Linked DNA regions of Mus musculus: region 1 is linked to region 2. A link is a contact called in public HiChIP or PLAC-seq data. All regions are on one chromosome and are shown on one strand. The core of a region is the stretch at or near the end of the contact, and the rest is flanking DNA. Distances in the headings are between cores, read along the strand shown.

What was found. HiChIP or PLAC-seq counts read pairs in DNA pulled down with a chosen protein or histone mark.
Region 1: an H3K27ac HiChIP or PLAC-seq map of embryonic stem cells shows a contact between it and region 2, with 7 read pairs. The contact joins the promoter of Alg14 here to the enhancer-like site in region 2. A contact is called at or near these places in 1 of 39 promoter capture datasets (liver), 6 of 484 Hi-C or Micro-C datasets (the HL-1 cell line, bone marrow-derived macrophages, brain and 3 more), 5 of 115 datasets of contacts at active chromatin or transcription factors (the SCID.adh cell line, astrocytes, embryonic stem cells and 2 more) and 4 of 9 other capture datasets (adipose tissue, embryonic stem cells, liver and 1 more).

The regions. Positions count from the first base shown.
Region 1 is chr3:121,289,215-121,294,748 of GRCm38.p6, reverse strand. It overlaps Alg14 (asparagine-linked glycosylation 14), which reads right to left and starts at 3,009. Exons shown (of 4, transcript NM_024178.3): 1 at 2,766-3,009. The coding sequence starts at 2,901.
Region 2 is chr3:121,203,910-121,209,316 of GRCm38.p6, reverse strand. It overlaps Tlcd4 (TLC domain containing 4), which reads left to right. Exons shown (of 8, transcript NM_001355678.2): 8 at 1,847-5,407. The coding sequence ends at 2,165. It also overlaps the pseudogene Gm52661. Among named protein-coding and RNA genes, the nearest start is that of Rwdd3, 35 kb to the right of the region's middle. Within about 2 kb of position 2,191, at least 18 of the 459 cell types and tissues checked have an H3K27ac peak or open chromatin away from gene starts, as enhancers often do. A contact at or near this core is called in embryonic stem cells and muscle stem cells, where this site is marked.

The sequences.
Region 1 (5,534 bases), core at 1,760-4,259, 85 kb before region 2:
CTTAACTTTTTTTAAAAAAAGATTTATTTATTTACTTTATAAGTACACTGTAGCTGTCTCCAGGCACACCAGAAGAGAGTGTGAGATCTCATTATGGATGGCTGTGAGCCACCATATGGTTGCTGGGATTTGAACTCAGGACCTTTGGAAGAACAGTCAGTACTCTTAACCGCTGAGCCATCTCTCCAACCCCCATTTCTTAACTTTTAAAGATTTATTTAATGTCGGTTGGAGAGATGTCTCAGAGGTTAAAAGTGCTGGCTGCTCTTCCAGAGGTCCTGAGTTCAATTTCCAGCAACCACATGGTGGCTCATGACTATCTATAATGAGATCTGGTGCCCTCTTCTGGCCTACAGGCATACATACAGGCAGAACACTGTATACATTTTAATGTGTATGGAGGTTTTGTTTGCATGTATATCTGTGTGCCATCTGTGTACCTGGTGACCATGGAAGTCAGAAGAGGGTGTAGGATCCTGCCATGCTCTGTACAGCTCCTGAATCTGACCTAACTGGGTGATGAGGGAATGAAGGACATGCAGACACACATACAGAATAGGTAGGCCTGGATGGTCTGGGCTCTCTGATGAAGAAGCCACAGGATCCCAGAAGCTAGAGCCTTTATTATATACAGGAAGGCAGGGTGATCACATACATATATGCAAGGAAACAGGGTTATTATGTTCAGCTGGACAAGGGGGCAAGCTTAGCTCTGTAGGAACAGTCTCTGTATGGGAGCAGTCTTCAGGCTGTAACATCTCTGGGGGGGAAGAAAGCTATACTTTGCATATTCTATCAACATTCCAACAAGGACCAGAGAAAGGCTTTGTCATCTCTCTGCACTTCACCTACAGAAGGCTTTGCCACTCCCACGGGGCCTGGCCATATCAACAATACACATTCACTCAGGACCCCACTCAATCCCCACAGGGTTCCTAGAACTGGAGTTATAGATGGCTGTGAGCCACCATATGGGTGCTGGGACCCAAACCCTGGTCCTGCACAAGAACAAAGACCTTAACTGCTGAGCCATCTCTCCACCCTTCCAATCACTTCTTACCACCTCATCTTGCTTCACGCCACTGTCATATAAATTATAAATACAGCTTTATATAGATCATATCCCCACTTCCTCTCCCTATACATCTTGAGGTAATTTTCATGTGATAATATTTTACTTGTGTTCAAAAGTCCCCAGTAGCTTTGCATCTCACTTGAAATAACTTGTATTTCTTACGCAGTTAATATGAGATTTCTGTCCTTCTCTGTGTGGCAGCTACTCCTTCTGTCTCATCTTCTGTTTGTGTCCTATTTCCTTCACTGCTGCGCCTCTGTCCTTTCCCTAGTGTTTGTCACGTAGGCATCACACTGTGCCTTGTGATGCTTGTTTTGTTTGTTTTTCTATTTTCAGTTTTGTTTTGTTCCAGAGCTCAGTGTAGTGTCTGGCCATTCCCATGACTCAAAATATGTTAAGTAAATAAGTAAGGAATTATAATTGCATGTTAAGTTTGGTACATTTGCATACATCATAAATATCATTAGTGTGTGTGTAGTCACTCATCACATAATGATGTTTTAGTCAATGACAGGATATTGGTCACATGACATTAAAAAGGAACAGAAAATTCCTTATTGTCTAGTGACACAGCAACCATAACACAGTAGCCCAAGGTAATCTATGAACAAATTCACTGTGCTGCCTGCAATATAAAAAAGTACAATATAGGGGCTGGTGAGATGGCTCAGCGGTTAAGAGCACTGACTGCTCTTCCAAAGGTCCTGAGTTCAAATCCCAGCAACCACATGGTGGCTCACAACCATCCGTAACGAGATCTGACGTCCTCTTCTGGTGTGTCTGAAGACAACTACAGTGTACTTACATATAATAAACAAGTCTTTAAAAAAAGTACAATATATACTACTATATACAGTTCATAACATTTGATAACAATAATACACAACTACATTACTAGTTTGTGTATTTTTATTAGTGTGTATTTTTTTTAAAGCTACTGTAAAACTGTATGGTCTCCTGCAGAGGCTGCCTTAAACACCTCGAATTTACTGTGTGTCTTGACTGCATCATTTTCTGTTAGGCAATGGTTTTGTTTTACTGTCCCTGGAGCAATAGGTTATAACATATGTATTCCAGACAGCATTGATATAGGTTTGGGTATCACCTTGGTTGTTTAAAGTTGAGTCGTGTTTAACTATACACTCGTCAAAACTGTTCATCTAAAATTTTAAGTTTTAAAATGTTCAGAGCTGACTGGACAGTTTATTACTCATATCCTGTCACTCTGGAGGTATCGTCGTATGGAGTGTCCACGTTTTTATCCTCAGGGACTTTGCGCATTCATAAGTGCGACAACTCTACTTCGTTTACCATGTAATGTTCACATTTCTTAAACTAAGTACAAAGACCTAGAATTAATAACGCACAGCAGCAAAGAGGGCAACAATATGTCAGCATCAAAAGGCTTCGGCGTACTCCGTCGCTAATTATTTGTTAGAAAGCAGTACACTACAGAGAGGCTTAATTACAGACAAGTGTAAATGACCTGTCTTAATGACAGGCGGCTGGGTGGCGTCAGCTAACCAGCATTTTTTCCTGCCTGGGGTGGCCGGTTCCGGGAACGCAAAGAAACTACAAATCTCAGCATGCAGCGCTCCTAAAGGCGCTAAGAAGGGCGAAGAGAGTCGCGATGCATTCTGGGGTTTGTAGTGCCTAACTCAAGACCGTCGGCCTCCGCCCGGATACTTACCGGATCCAGCCACGATCAAGAGTCTGAGAGACTCTCGGGGAGTGACGTGATGGGGCCCAAGCACGGTCCATAGTCGCTGGAATAGCAAGATCACTAGCCCTGCGGCTGTAGCAGCTAGAATCAGAATGCTCAGCATTCAAAGGATGGCGCATGCGTGTAGACCTGGCGCCAGCGGTTAAAGTTTGCAAGCACCGCGCTTAAGAGCAAACAGGGAGCAAAGCGCCTCTCTGTGGGCGGGGATGGTCTGCACTGGGCGGAGCTTGCCAAGTTGGGCGGTCAAAGTTCAGAAGTGTGGCTCTGATTGGAAAACGCAGAACGACGCGTCTCTTGCGTCTCAGTGAGCCGGGTTTGTCCGTGATGGGTGGGGCTAAGGGCAGTTTGCCCAGGAAGCGCTACAAGGAACAGTAATGGTTTTGTTACCCGAGTTTGTGCTGCAGTTGTGTAGTTGGAAAGTTAAGTGCTGGAGAAGTTTGATTTCTGCCAGTGGCGAGGTCAAACTACATGTATGGTAGAAGGACCACGAAGCCCCGGGTTAGTAGCTGCTCCTGTCCTGCCAGGTTTTGCCTGAGGCTCCTGGCATACATCACTACTTCCTTTCTTCCTTACGGGTTCCAAGACAAACCGAACTAGAAAATTTTTGCCAGTCAGAGGCATACTCTTAGGGGGAAAACATTCAAATCCGCCCTTTCCTGACATTTATGTTTTCTAGACAGTTTCACAGATCTCAAACTATAACCAGAATCCGGATCACTTCAAGCTATGTCATATTCCTGGGAGGATTGGAAACCCCTTGGCTTCAGGTAGCAAGGGAGGAAGACATAGCCCTGCAGTTAAGTTTATCACAAAGCATTTCTGGCTTATTCCTCCCGCGGTCCTCTGAAATGATAGACTTCCACTGCCCACTCTAATCCCAGTTGTGCGTGCGTTTGTGAACTTAGCCTAAATTACAGCAAAATAAAACCTCTTGACAACAAACATTCCTTCAGACCCTTATGGGGTTACAGATTGAATAGGTCAGGCATGCAGACAGGTCGAGAAAGGTGCTACAAATTGGCCTAAATGCAATAATGTCATGTCTAGAATTAGAAACCAGAAATCCTAACTCCTGCTGCCTAAGAATGCTACACCATATGGTCCGTTGTTAAATTCAGTTTGGATTGACGATCACATTTACCTGGAGCCTAGAATGCTTTTGGGAGCGATACTGAGTCAGAAGTTCCAGGAAGGCGCCCTGAGATCTCCTTATAAAGCTAGGTGTGTTGGTTCCCGAGTCAGCAAACTGCTTGGGAGATTTCCTGACTGTATCTCTATCTTGTTGATATTATAGCACGGTGCCTGTGGGCTCTTTCATCACTCCTTCTTAACCTCATTCTTTACAGTCAGGTTCTATGTAAATGTTACTCTTTGAATTACAATAGGGAAATAGATTACACAAAAGTTAATTTGCCTGAGGTTATTTATGTGATGAAAATCAATAAGAATGCCAGACTTTTAGACAGATATCATTTGTGGCTCAAGGGCTGGGGGGGTGGGGGTGGGGGCGGGGAGACAGCACAAAGGTTAAGAGCACTGGTTGCTTTTCCAGAGGTCCCAGGTTCCAGGCCGAGAACCCACATGGTGGCTCACAACTTTCTGCCACTCTGGTTCTAGGGGATCAGATGCCTTCCTCCCAACCTCTGCAGGCACACACATGGTGCCCAGAGATAATCCAGGCAAAACACATACACACATAGAAACAACAACAACAAATCATTGAAAACGAAAATAAGGCAGAGAAGCAATTGAGAAAGACAATGTTGACCTCTGACCTCCTCACACACACACATGTACACACACACACACACATTAACATACACAGGAAGAAGGAGTGGCTCAAGAATGTTACAAAGTGTCATGCCGTTTTCTTTCAGAACCTTCTCTGCTGTTCTCCAAAGTGGCTTCAACCTACGAGTCGCTTCATATTTAAAAGAAGTTATTAGTGGGCAGACATGGTGATGTCTACCTTAGAAGTTGTTGTGTTGGTCATTGGGTCTGTATTAAGGAAAACACATCTTTTCAGAATCCCCTATGGGAGACTTTCTTTCTCTATTTTAAGCCATATTTATGTCACCCATACATAAAATGAAGCAGACCCCAAAACTGGTAGAGATAGGAATGGAGGGTGATGTAAAATTCAAAGATGATATATGGTAATTATATGGAGGGTGGATATGGAGAGGAAGCAAGGAGAGGAGGTTGCTTTTATAGGCAGTTGTGGTGTTTGGATTGCTGGGAAGATGTGTGTGTGTAAACTGACAGGCACTGCAGATGCCAGGCATGCATAATTTCATGGCTCCAGGCCCCACTTACTTAGCATAGAAAGGATACTATTACACTTCGTATTACCTTACCCTCATGTCCTCTCATTATAATCCTAAAACTATAGAAAAAAAATCTAGGTTGACCACAACTGGGACAAGTGGACTGTGATAGTGAAAGGAAATAAAACTTGAGACATGTGATTCATGTAATTTATGTCAAATAGCCCAAAGAGTTGTTTGTGAGCTTTAAAACCTGGGGCTGAGAACATAGTAGAACAGGCCAGGACATGCCCGGGCAGGCCCGTCGTTACATGTCCTGACTGGCCTAGTGCCTCCCTATCTCCTGCCCTTCTGACAGTCTGTTGATGTTTAAATGGACCAATCATGTAAAACGGCGCCAATTCCTCCCCCAGCCCCACCCCTTTTCTATAAAAACCCCTAGCTTCCAAGCATCAGGGTTGAAACCACT
Region 2 (5,407 bases), core at 942-3,441:
GCTATATCTGTCTCCATCTTGATATTTTCCTAGTGACAGACAGTGTTGAGCATATTTGATTTTGATCTTTCAGCATGATGGGGGATGGTGGTGGTTCTGTACTTGTTTTTGGGAAAAGGGCCAACCACACTGCTCAGACTTGTCACAAACTACCCAGGCTCAAATATGAGCCAGTCTCAACCTCCTGCATGTGCCACTGGGCTTATATGTTCACTCTCTATCTCCATGTGCTGGGTCTCCTGTAATGGGATGTTTACAATCATTTACCCGTGTTAGAAATAGATTGTTATCGCTTCTCGGCCTTTTGGCTAAGATCAAGTGTAGAAATAGATTGTTTCCATACTGTTGGCTTCTAAGTATTTTATTTTTTTAAAAGATTTACATTTGTTAGAGATAAAGATTGTTTTATATAAGTACACTGTCACTGTCTTCAGACACACCAGAAGAGGGCATGGAATCCCATTACAGATGGTTTGAGCCACCATGTGGTTGTTGGGAATTGAACTCAGGACCTCTGGAAGAACAGTCAGTGCTCTTAACTGCTGAGCCATCTCTCCAGCCCTTACTATTTTAGATATGGTATTTTATTACATATTAATGCTGTATTTTCACCCACTGTGTCTTTTTCTTCTCTTCCAAAGTGAAAATTTTATTTGTTTGTTTTTTGAGACATGATTTCTTGTGAAGCTCTGGCTGTGCTGTCATTTGCTATGTTGACTAGCCTGGCCTGGAATTCGAGGTCGGCCTGCCTCTGCCTCTGCCTCCTCTGTGCTGGGACTGAAGGCCCACGCCACCATGCCTGGCCTCAAAGTGCAAACTTTTAATTCTAGCGAAATCCAGAGTGCCAGCTCACCAGTCATGGCCAGCCCCCTGCATTGTTGCACTTCAGTGTTACAGCAAAAACTTTCATCGAACTTTTCATGTTTTCTTTTTTTTTCTAGAAGTTTTATACTTTTGTATTTTACATATAGGTTTTAAATCTACTTTGAGTTAATTTCTCTGCTGGATATTCTCACAGTGGGGCAGAGGCATTCTTTTTCTGTTGAGTTGCCTAATTAATGTCAGGGTCAGAAGTCACTTGAGTACATCTGTATGTATCTATCTCTAACGCTTCTGTGACTCTGGTTTGTTTCTCTAATACCCCGAGTCTTCATTGTGTCGCTTTACAGAGATTTCCCAGAAGTAGGCATTATGACTCCTCCAGCTGTTCTTTTGTAGTGCGTGGACTCTCCAAGGCCCTTTAAATCATTCTGTGTGGGTGTGGTCACGCACACGTGTGTGTGTGTGTGTGTGTGTGTGTGTGTGTGTGTGTGTGTATGGTTGACATCCGGATGTTTTCATCAGTTGCTTCTCCACCTTACTTACCTTTTTAGACAGCGTTTCTCACTGAGCGCAGTGTTTGCCATTTCAGCAAGATGAGCGGGCCCAGTGCGTTCCCAGGATCTGCCTGCTCTCCGCTCTACCCCGCCCTGCGCGCCCCGCACCCCCCCACCCAACCTGCCTGCTCTCCGTTCCACCCCCCCCCCCCAACCCCCAGCACTAGGGTTACAAACCTTGAGTACCAGGGGATCAGAATCCAAGTCCCCATTCAAGTTGCACAGAAAACACTCCATCTAAAAGAGTCGTGTCCCCAACCCCTCCACACAAGTTGTTATGTGGTCCTTGAGTTCCTCCTTCAGCCTAAGGCACAGAGGAGGAGGGTGTGGGAAGCTGTGCACAATCGCCATTACAAGATGGCGCTGGCTTCCTCAGTGCCTAACTAGTAAACAAGCAATGTGCGCAGGTGCTAGGAGGGCAGATTCCCCAAGCTGCAGACTGTGTGACTTATCTTTGCTTCTCTCATCAGGTGGTTCTTTGAAGCCCTGAAGTACCCCAAGTTTTCCAAAGCCAATGTCATCAATGGAATTCTTATGACGGTGGTCTTTTTCATCGTGCGGATCATTTCGATACCTCCGATGTATTTCTTCCTTTACTCCGTGTACGGAACAGAACCCTACATAAGGTTCGGATTTGTAATCCAGTCTGTCTGGATCGTTACTTGTGTTATTTTAGACGTGATGAATATCATGTGGATGATCAAAATCACGAAAGGATGCATCAAAGTCATCTCCCTCATCAGACAAGAGAAAGCCAAGGATAGCCTTCAGAACGGGAAACTCGACTAAAGGCATGCTTCATCGGACACCTTGCTTCCATAAGCCATCTTCATTCCTCTTTGTCCCGGCCGACACGATGAGCTCCTGCGCCGCTCTGTTAGGCACGGTTGTTACTCATGGTTTCAGTGTTCTTTCCTCTTTTCTTTAATCTTTAGACAAGAGAAAATAAAATTTAGTCTTCATCCCAGGATTTCTTCTTTCCTTCAATATTTTTAAGCATGGATGGAAACTGAAAGGTTTAAACAAAAGTTGTAAGTGGAGTGGGGAAACTTTTCTGAATTCGTCAGTGTTCATGGGGATTATTCTCTGCAGGAAAATGGCTGGTGATTCGGTGGCCTTTGTACACCACCCATTTTATTTTGCTGAAGGACTGAGAACGGCTTTTCAGTCTGCGAGCAGCTCCGTTGGCTGTGCTCCGGTCTTTTCCAACATCAGAGCCTGTGTAGGGTTTCCTTTCTAAGTTGCCAGCACGTCCCTTCCCCAGGCCATCAGAACTGACATGGTTTCATGGGGGTATGCAGTCATCTGTTACGCTACGATAGAGCACTTCTCATGTTGATCCTATCATATTTGAAAATATTTTATGCATTTTTAAGATTTCAGCTGCTTCGTTTCTCTCTGTAGTGCTTTATCCAATTATATTTTGAAAATCTTATAGTCAGGCAAGGTTTAAGACCCATCTTGTGGACCACATGAATGCCGATAGTGAGGACTCCCGGGAACGTGCCTCATCACGCTGCCTTCGCCTGCTTCCGGGTACTTTCCCCATAAAGATCATATTTCTTCTTGCAAAGTTTTCCAAGTTCCAAACCTGACACCAGAACACCAGTCTTGTCTAGAATGTGCGCGCTGGGCATGCTCCTGAAATCGGCCTCATTTTGGTGAGACTAAAACTACAGACAAGTCAGAGTTTGTGCTTTACTTAGAGATTTTACTCAGGCTTGCTTAGTTTGTCTTTGCCTTTTTGTTTTCTTAAAGAGCAGAAGGAAGGAAGGTGACTTACCCCAAGTATTCTGATTATCAAAACTGTCATTCATTGTGAAAAAAAAATCGTGTGTGTGTGCGCGTGTAGTGGGGTGTTTTTCCTTTGATTCTTGCAATCCAAATATAGAATTATATATTTAGCTATTATTGCCTTTATTTATTTTTTTCTGAAGTACTTGACTTTAATGATTGTTCTTAAGATATAGACTTAATCCAATTAGTGGTGAATACTTGAATTTAACTGAACTTAAACCAAAAGATCTAATCCATTTAGAGTATCAGACTGAAGGAGAACGTTTGGCTCTTTCATTATTCATCTTAGGCTGATGAACTAATGGAATGTCATCAAAACATTTAATGTAATGTAGTTTGATTTAATTGTCTAGTACAGATAGAGTCTGGCAAGTTCTGGTATGTTTAAAGATGGGAATTGAAATTCCAGTCCAATGATAAAAATCAAGTCGATTGTCTTGTTCTTGGTGTATTTACTTTTGAAAGATAAAGTCATGAAAAAGATAGGGCTTTGTCTTTAAAGCAGCTAATGCCACATTTGTAATGGCTTGCTAAGTTTAGTGCTGTCTCCATCATAGGCAACTCAGGTGTGCACTGGTTGTGTAAAAGTGAAGGTATAGGGATGCAAATGATTTTATATTGTTCATGGCTCTTTTACAAGAAAATGGGCTTTTTTTTTTTAATGGAGAGAAGACATTTATATTATAAAACTATTTTGGAAATCCACTAAGAAAAGAATAAATCTTGAGGTAAATATGTTTGTCTCTTTGGCTAGTACTACAGTTCTGAACGCAGATTTTAAACTCGCCATTAAAATGATGGCAGTGTATGGTTATGAGTCTCTGTGAAGGCGATAATTGCTTCATGCTGAAAGGGTCATTTGTATTTCGTTGCTTTTATCATTACTCGATATAACCAATAAGTATGTTCGGAATATCAAACATTAAACCCAGATTTGCCATTGTAGCCCTTATTATCTGCAGCTTCCAGACTTCCACTCTCCTCATCCTTTATAGAAGGGAACTGTGTTGGAAATGTCCTGCAAACTGCCACTGCAAGCCAGCCCTCCCCTGGGGCTGTATTTTGCTGTTTTGTGATCACATTTATCAACCTAAAATACAAATAAAGACAGAACATAGTATTTACTAAAACAATGAAATTTTCATTTATTGAATGACAAATTTTTGCTAGATATTTTAGATATAAGTATTTTGGCTACATTGATTAATTTAAGTGAGTCTATTAGGCATTCTGATATTTAACAAGTCTTAAAATATTTATAGAAAATAAAAGCAAATTGGTATAAATTTTTAAGCAATTCTATTTTTCTAGAGAAGATTAGTGACAATCTGAATATGTAGTATTCTAGAAAATAAACTTTAAAAAAAAAAAGCAAAACTCAACTAGTAGCATGCAAGACTGTGGGCCCTGCACTTGATGGTATGTTATGTGCTAGACTTGAGGTATTTGGAGCTTGGGTTCATAGAATTTGCATTCTTGTGTCTAAAATCATTTGGAGGATTCTTTGCATTTTTTTTTAAATTCAAAATGGAGTTACATATGCATGCAAAGAAATTAACTCAAGGTACCCTGGTGTGTTGGCTTTTCAAACTTGAAATGGGTATTTTCTATTTTGTTTTGTTTGTTTCCTGTTGTTTCGTGGACCAGTTATGTGTCCAGAGGAATTTTGGTAGGTTTTACCATCTCTGAGAGTCACCCTGCTTTATTTTGGATAAACTGGGTGCATAGGTTTGGAAAGTTGCCTAATTTATAGGTATTTGGATGAAATTCTTCCATAAATTTTAATAATTTGCTTAAGTCCAAGTTTCTGTTCAAGTGTCAGATGTGTAAATTGCTTCCTCTGAAGCCTTGGGCATTTAGAGACAAGTTCTTTGTGAGGTTTCTGCCTAACTCCTGGAGGCATTTCTTAGGCATTTGGAAATGTAGTTTGTCATGAGTGAATGCACAAAGGAAGAAGCCCCATCCTTACACACATTTCTTTGCTTTCATTGTTAAGAAAAAATCAACATGTCCCACAAGACTCCATTAACATATCTGGATACGTTTATTCCTGCATTGCTGTTAGCTCCAACTATGTTAATATGAATCTTAACGATTGGTCTGTGTGTATTCATTGCCTTGCTTTAAGAACTTTAGCAGTCTGTGCAGTTGAAAAGCCCACATAGTTATGGGCATCAGTAATGTTTCATAGAAGGTTATGTATCTTGTGTTTTGGATTTCATCAAAAGGAAACA